Regions from separate parts of the Pan troglodytes genome. Here region 1 is linked to region 2. The links are chromatin contacts, called in public Hi-C maps. All regions are on one chromosome and are shown on one strand. The core of a region is the stretch at or near the end of the contact, and the rest is flanking DNA. Distances in the headings are between cores, read along the strand shown. Region 1 has its middle 14 kb from the start of THEMIS2. Region 2 has its middle 22 kb from the start of PTAFR.

What was found. Hi-C and Micro-C count contacts between places; a contact is called where the count stands out from the background.
Region 1: a contact with region 2 is called in a Hi-C map of induced pluripotent stem cells, with 2.0 times the contacts expected there. The contact joins two enhancer-like sites. A contact is called at or near these places in 3 of 7 Hi-C or Micro-C datasets (induced pluripotent stem cells and stem cell-derived neural progenitor cells).

The regions. Positions count from the first base shown.
Region 1 is chr1:203,135,401-203,139,654 of NHGRI_mPanTro3-v2.0_pri, forward strand. No RefSeq gene overlaps it. Among named protein-coding and RNA genes, the nearest start is that of THEMIS2, 14 kb to the left of the region's middle. Within about 2 kb of position 2,256, at least 12 of the 24 cell types and tissues checked have an H3K27ac peak or open chromatin away from gene starts, as enhancers often do. A contact at or near this core is called in induced pluripotent stem cells, where this site is marked.
Region 2 is chr1:202,796,295-202,800,130 of NHGRI_mPanTro3-v2.0_pri, forward strand. No RefSeq gene overlaps it. Among named protein-coding and RNA genes, the nearest start is that of PTAFR, 22 kb to the right of the region's middle. Within about 2 kb of position 1,672, at least 3 of the 24 cell types and tissues checked have an H3K27ac peak or open chromatin away from gene starts, as enhancers often do. A contact at or near this core is called in induced pluripotent stem cells, where this site is marked.

The DNA.
Region 1 (4,254 bases), core at 1,006-3,505, 340 kb after region 2:
TGGGTTAGATGACTTTTGAGTGCTTAAGAAAGCAGGGCTTCGGGCCGGGCATGGTGGCTCACGCCTGTAATCCCAGCACTTTGGGAGGTTGAGGAGGGTGGATCACTTGAGGTCAGAAGTTCAAGACCAGCCTGACCAACATGGTAAAACACCATCTCTAATAAAAATACAAAAAGTAGCTAGGCATGGGGGTGCGTGCCTGTAATCCCAGCTACTCTAGAGGCTGAGGCAAGAGAACTACTGGAACCTGAGAGGTGGAGGTTGCAGTGGGCTGAGATCATGCCACTGTACTTCAGCCTGGGTGACAGTGAGACTCCATCTCAAAGAAAGAAAAAAGAAAGCAGGGCTTCACTCTGGATTGGATGCTGTGCAGAAGCAAGGGTATTTCTATGGCTGAGGACATTAATATATTTTATCTAGAGGGAGGCAAGACTAGACCAAAGCTAGAGCTGTGATCTGTAAGAAGCAACAGCGTCTCCTATGAGCCAGGACAGGGGTATTGTATTCGTTTCTGGGTCCGCTGTAACAAATGACTACAAACTTGGCAGGTTAAAGCAACATAAATGTATCCTCTCACAGTTCTGGAGGCCAGAAATCAAAGTGTTGTAGGGTTGGTTCCTTCTGAAAGCTCTGAGGCAATCCTCGTGCTCCTTGGCTTGTAGACAGATCATTCTAACCTCCACATCTTCCCATGGCCTTTCCTTCTGTGTCCCCGTCTTCTCCTTTTCCAGTTTTTGTTTGTTTTTTGTTTTGTTTTGTTTTTTGAGATGGAGTCTTCCCTGTCGCCCAGGCTGGAATGCAGTGGTGTGATCTTGGCTCACTACAACCTCTGCCTCCTGGGTTCAAGCAATTCTCTTGCGTCAGCGTCCCAAGTAGTTGGGATTACAGGCGCCCACCACCATGCCCGGCTAATTGTTTTGTATCTTTAGTAGAGACAGGGTTTCACCATGTTGGCCAGGCTGGTCTCAAACTCCTGACCTCGTGATCCACCCGCCTTGGCCTCCGAAAGTGCTGGGATTACAGGCGTGAGCCACCACTCCCGGCCTCCTTTTCTGTCTCCTATTAGGTCATTCCTGGATTAGGGCCCATCCTAATGCAGGACGATCTCATCTGAAGATCCTTACCTTAATTACACTTGCAAAGATCCTACTTCAACTGTGACATTCTGAGGTCCTGGATGAATGTTTTAGGGCCTACAAGTCAACACCCACTGCAGGGATGATTGGTCCTTTTTGTGGCTTGGACAATGTTCATGTTTTATTTGTGCTCAGACATGACTGTGGAGTGGCCCTGTTTGTGTCGTGATCCATCGTGGTCCCAGGTGGTTTGTCTGTTGCTGATGTCCTGTGAAGTCATTTAGGTTCAGCTGGAGAATACCGAAGCCCCGCTGGGCTCCAGGAGGTCAGGGCCTGCTTTTCTCTTTCTCAACGTAGGGACAGGGAGCGAGGGAGCCCTGCTGATGCCTGGGAGAGAGACCCAGCCACAGGGGCAGGGCAGGCATGTGCCCTGAGGGTGGAAGGAGCAGCCAGAAGCCCATGGGCTATAGGGGAGCGAGCAAGGGGAAGCAGAGAGGTGATGGGAGGGTGACGGCGTGCAGGGCAGGGTGAGGCTGGCTCTCACTCAGAGGGAAATGAGGGGCCGCAGAGAAGCAAACATGACCAACTGTGGAGGGAGCGAGTGTTGGGGGAAGAGCCTGCCTGGAGTAGGTTCAACAGCAAATGGAGGAGAGGAACTAGGGACAGAAAGTGGAGCAGAGAAATGGGAGGGCGGCTGGGGCAGCTGGCGGGGAGTGGAATCAAGAGGGTTTGCTTAATTTTCCATGAAGGAGAGGACAGTAATGGTGAGTCTGGATGCTGCTGCCAGTGACCCAAAGGAGAGGGAGGACTGCCGCCAACAGGATGGGGCACAGTGGGAGCAGGTGCCTTGATGGGGGAGGCGGGGATGTGGGGGCCGCCGAGGCAGGCAGGCTGGGAGCCGAGGTGAGGGGCTCAGGGGTGCACTTCCTGCTGGTAACCCTGCCCCTGGCTATGGGCGCCAGCCTCTATGGGGAGCTGCCCAGGCCCAACCTGGCACAGCTGTTGAGACTGAGTAGTATTTGAAGCCCCACATACCACAAAGGGGACAGAGATAGAGACAGAGGGGACAGGAACTCGAGAAGGAAAAAAACTCAGGGAACAAAATCCAGAGCCTGTCACAGATGTGGAAAGAGCAGGGGAGGAGCCTGGGCTGGAGACTCCCCTGCACCGTCCCTGCTCCAAAACCTCAGGGCCGGGCTAGAATCCCCACTGCATGGCTTGCCAGGGCTGTGACCTGGGTCTGTGTACCCTGAGCCTCAAGTTCCCCATCTGTAAAATGTGGACACTGCCAACCTCCTCTCAGGGCTGTGCCCGGGGGAATTAAGGAGGTAAGTCACATAAAGTGCCCGGCAGTGAGCCAGATTATCTTCCCTCCCTCTCTCATCTCATGCCTCACAGCCCTGAAGGTCTTTCAAAAGTGGGCACAGGGCCCAGCCTGCTGGCAGAGGCTGGAACTGCACCCATGCCCCTGTTAAAGGTAGAAGCTTCAGCATCCAATTCCCTCCAGGGAACAGGCAATGGTTTTATTCCCTCTCCACAGAGAACATCCAAACTCCACAGGCATTCAAGGACCTTCCCTCCACCCCAGCATATGCCAGACTTTAGTCCACTCTGCCCCATCTGTGCTCCCACAGTAGCCCCTGCGTGGAGCACCCTCCCCTCCACCACGTGGAGACATCCAATGTCATGCTCTTTGAAGCCCCCCCTCCCCTCCCACAGGCAGAACTAACGGAGAACTCTCTCTTCAGTCTTTTTTTTTTTTTTTTTTTTTTGTGATAGAGTCTCGCAGTGTCACCCAGGCTGGAGTGCAGTGGCACGATCTTGCTCACTGCAACCTCTGCCTCCCGAGTAGCTGGCATTACAGGTGTGCGCCACCATGCCTGGGTAATTTTTGTATTTTTAGTAGAGATTGGGGTTTCGCCATGTTGGCCAGGCTAGTCTCGAACTCCTAACCTCAGGTGATCCGCCCGCCTTGGCCTCCCAAAGTGCTGGCATTACAGGTGTGAGCCACTGAGCCCAGCCATCTTCAGTCTTCTTGAAACACCTGGACTTTTCTCTAGATCTGCTAAGCTGTGAGAAAGAGAGCACTAGAACACCTGCTTGTCTCCCTGCGTGGAGAGATTCATGAGAGGCCAGGGACCCCCTTATTCACCTGCTACCCCATGGATTTTCTATCATCTGAACCTGACCATTCACTGCCCGGGCTGAGACCTTCCCAAGGAAGCCTCCCCTGCTCTAGGTGAGGGTGTGTGTGATGTCAGTTTCTCTGCATTTTCCAAAATATCTACCTGAGCATGTCTTTTTTTTTTTTTTTTTTTTTAAGAAAAATATCCTTCAGTGCCTTCCTGGTAATTCCCTAGCAAAGCTTACAGGGTAGGCTCTCCTCCCTGCTCCCACTCACCAGCCACCCCCATCCCATGTCCTCTTTCCACACCCCTCTCATGGTGGCCCCTCTGCTGGGAAAACCATGGTCCACATGCCTCAGGTAATAAATTCCTATTGCTATTCTCGCCGGCTCCATCCTTCCACTCGAGCTGTCAAGGGTCTAGACAGCATCTGAGTGCATGGCTGTCTCCCTCTAGGTGAGCCTCTTGTAGTAGCTGGGGTAGCAGGGGTGGTGCACTTCCATAGGCCCAAGTCATAGACGTCTGATCCATCCAAGGTGAATGAAGCAAGTCCTCACTGCCATAGTTTGCTCATTTGCAAAATGAAGGGTCTAGACAGAACCTCCCAGGTCTCTTTTGACTCTGAAATTCTGACCTATATTTAGTAGTGAGCATATTTTAGGCAAACGGTCATCAAACAGCTGATCCTGGGCCAGGATCCCCTGGGGAACGGGCTGTTCAGTCAGTAGATGTCTTTCTCCACAGGATTTACCACCGTCTCCCACCCTGGGGAGGGGAACATGGGTCTACCTTCCCTTCTTAGCAGGTGGCCCATCAGTGGGCACAGGATTTCGGGGAAACCAGCAGTCAATTCTCATCCGGGCTGGGCCTGTGTCCCAAGATAGGGACAGGCTGTGTCCCTCAGCAGCACTGTGCTCACATGAGTATGAGGCCACTGCTGATCCTGGTAGTGAACAGAAGGGGCTCATCCATCTGTATTGTCATCCAGAGCTAATTAGGGTAAGAGGCAGTTGAGCCCCATCTTGGAGTGCTTATCTCTGAGGGCACCTAAA
Region 2 (3,836 bases), core at 422-2,921:
TTCATGGGACTGAACAACATTTGTTATGCTTAGAGCACAGACGAGGTGAGATGAGATCAGGGAGATCATAATGGCATATTGAGGAATTTGGGTTTCAGTCAGGACATCGTATTTTCCTAGATGGACCAAAGTCTTCCCACTTACTTTCTGGCACATTTTAATGACAGACCCACTGGGAAGATCAGCAGTGGTCCCAGCCCATTCTCATAACCCTGCTTGGAGCAATCTCTGTGATGACGTGGCTGGGGAGAGGAGTGTATGCTGGGCATTGACTTGAGGCAGTACAGTCAAGACTGGCCTCCAGGGTGGGGCTGTGGCTATGGCAGTGCCATCCTCTCCCACCCCTTCATCCATGAATAGGTTAAGGGGAGCTCTCTGGGTAGGGAAGGCTTGCTGGAGGAGTGCCAGGGCCCAGAAGAAAATGAAAGGCTGGATGAGCCACTTTTCTTGTTTTCTGTAAATAGTGGAGCAGATAGGCTCCCCAGCTGTGGAGCCAACTGCTGGCAAGATGACCTTTGTGGGCAGAGGTGAGGTGGAAGGAGCCAGCCAGGTATGGGTAGAAACCCGGCATATGGGCCAGTAACATCAACTCTGAGCCTCAGCATCCTGGTATGTAAAGTGGGAACTGCACCTTTAAAATGAAGTGTAGGCTGGGCGTGGTGGTTCATGCCTGTAATCCGAGCACTTTGAGAGGCCGATGCAGGCAGATCACTAGAGGTCAGGAGTTTGAGACCACCCCGGCCAACATAGTGAAACCCCGTCTCTACTAAAAATAAAAAATTAGCTGGGCACGGTGGTGCAGGCATGGTGGTACGTGCCTGTGTCCCAGCTACTTGGGAAGCTGAGGCAGGAGAATCACGAACCCGGGAGGTGGAGGTTGCAGGCAGTGAGCCAAGATCTTGTGCCACTGCACTCCAGCCTGGGTGACAGAGCGAGACTCTGTCTCAAAAAAAAAAAAAAAAAAAAATTGTAACCACTGAAAGAAAGCATCAGCTGTTGTTGCCTTCGGCATTCCAGTCACCTGAACGCCCGCACCCTATGGCTGTGGCTTCTCAGCTGCTTCCTGGAGCAGCCACAGCCAGCTTCACTTTCTGGCCCCTCCCGCTTCCCTGGGGCCCCAGTGGAAGTAGGAAGAAATGTGTGGGAGGTTGTGGATGGGTCTGGGCCTGCTCTAAGGGTGGAACTCAAGGAAACAGGATTTGCCCCTCTAGATTTCCTTCTCCCTCTCCCCAACCTCAACCTAGCACATCTGGATCATCTGCCTCTTGCTGGAGGTTATCAGTGCTTCTCACCATTAGAACTGGGGGCTCGGAGCTCGACAAGGGCCCTGTGGAATGAGTGCAAAAGGGCGTGAAGTCACCCACCTCCTTGAGTTTTCTGCTCTACCACTCATTAGCATTGTGTCTCTGGCAAATCATTTCCCCTCTCTGGACTTTAGCTGCCTCCTCTGGTAAAATGAGGGTAAAAACACCGTCTCCATTCGTGTTTTGCAAATCAGTGAGATTCTGTTCATTATAAAACAAATGGAGGCAAACCTTCCAAATGGAGACAATATGCCTGCATTTGGCATCAGACAGACTGGAGTTTGAATCCTGACTCTACTGTGTGTGGTATCCTGAGGACTGAGGAGGTCAGGGAAGCCAGGTGCCCAGCACAGTGGGGTGCACAGTGGCCGTTCCTCCCTGCCCCACTCCTGCTGGTTGTTCCCTGCTTAAATAAAGGGATGAAAGAGCTGAGGATTGAGGACACCTGGGAAGCTTGTTAAAAAGACATTTCTTTTTTTTTTTTTTTTTTGAGACAGGGTCTTTGTTGCCCAGGCTGCAGTGTGGTGGCACGATGATCATGGCTCACTGCTGCCTCAACCTCCCGGGCTCAAACTATCCTGCCTCACTATGTTGCTCAGGCTGGTCTCGAACTCTGGAGCTCAAGCAGTCCTCCCACCTCAACCTCCTACAGTGCTAGGATTATAGGCATAAGCCACCGCACCTGGCCTACAAGGACATTTTCTGATCTCCCTGAAGATTCTGATTCAGGGTGGGGTATGTGTGTGTGTGGTGGGGAGACAGACAGCTGGATCTTTAACAAGCTCCCAACTTAACCCAGCCAGGGATGGAGCCATCAGGCAGGGACAGCCAGTCCTCCAAGAGGTGGGGGGTGGGTGGAGCTTAGGGTTCTGTCAGTGATGCCATTATCCTAACCACATACCTGTGGCTTAGTGGGGCTGCCATTCCTCTGGTGGGAGATAGGCAAGCATAGCTAGAAACAGCCTCTGAAGGATTGAACCCTCCTCTCCTTGGCTTCCTCTGGAGTCCTTCCAAGCCTGTATTGCTCCATGGGCTGCTACCTTGGAATCGCCTGGGTGCTTGTTAAAATTTCACTCTTCCTGGCCCCATCACCAGCACTGCTATATCAGAATCTTTTTTTTTTTGAAATGGGGTCTTGCTCTGTCACCCAGGCTGGAGTGCAGTTGCGATCATGGCTCACTGCAGCCTCAATCTCCTGGGCTTGAACGATCCTCCTACCTCAGTCTCCCAAATAGCTGGGACTGCAGGTGCAAACCACCATACTTAGCTATTTTTTTTTTTCTTGGTAGAGATGGGGTCTGGATTTGTTGCCCAGGCTGGTCTCGAACTCCTGGTCTCAAGTGATCCTCTACGGCAGCCTCCCACAGTGATGAGATTACAGACATACACCACTACGCCTGGCCTAAGCCTTTATTTAATTAATTTATTTTATTTTTTATTTTTTTGAGATGGAGTCTCACTCTTGTCAACCAGGCTGGGGTGCAATGGTGCAATCTCAGCTCACTGCAACCTCGACCTCCTGGGTTCAAGCGATTCTCCTGCCTCAGCCTCCCGAGTAGCTGGGATTACAGGCGCCCACCACCATGCCTGGCTAATTTTTGTATTTTTAGTACAGACGGGGTTTCACCATGTTGACCAGGCTGGTCTTGAACTCCTGACCTTGGGTGATCCACTCACCTCAGCCTCCCAAAGTGCTAGGATTACAGGCGTGAGCCACCCCGCCCGGCTAAACTTTTATTTTTAACAAGTTCTCCAACTGAGTCTGATGTGGGGAAAGGAGTTGACCCCTAAGCCTGGGACACTCGACAGGAGCTTGGGTAAATAAAGTGATTTTCATTTACTGAATTCCTGGTACGTGCCAGTCATCATGCTAAGTGTGAGGTAGGGAGTATGTGTGGCTCTTACAGACTCAGGAAATAGGCTCAGAAAACATTCACTGCAGGGCTCAAGCTGAGGACCAGAGGCGGCGGTTAAGCCCTCATCTGGCAGATTCTTAGAGCTGGCATTTGAGAATGTTCACCTATGCCATGGCCCAGTTTGCTTTCCTCTGTGGCCTGACACCTCTGCTCCCTGCTAAGCCCAATATTTTGGTTGTGGTAGGGGGCGGTGGGGAGAGGTATTAATAGAAATAGAGTAACTTTCAGTGCAGAATGTGCAAAGCTGGAGCACTGAGTGCAGTCCTAGGCTTTTGCCAGAACTCTGAGGTGCAAGGGTTTGTCTTCTCCCTCAGCCTGATGGCTATGGGGACAGGGATGGCTTTGTCTCCCTCTCAGCCAGATATGGCTTCAGAAGGCAGAAACTTCTCTTTCCCAGAGGCTGGGCATTTCTGAAGGCAGGTCTGTCTCCCCTTCTGTTGAGGGCACCTGTGGGCAGGGCTTTGTCACACCCATTGTACTGGCCTCCTGTGGGCAAACTGGCTGTGTGTCCCCTCAGACAGGGTGCCTTCTGAAAGCAGCTTTGGGTCTTTTTCATCAACTTGGGGCTCACTGGATTTGGGGCTGTACCCATTGAATTGAAGCCCGGGCTCCCGAG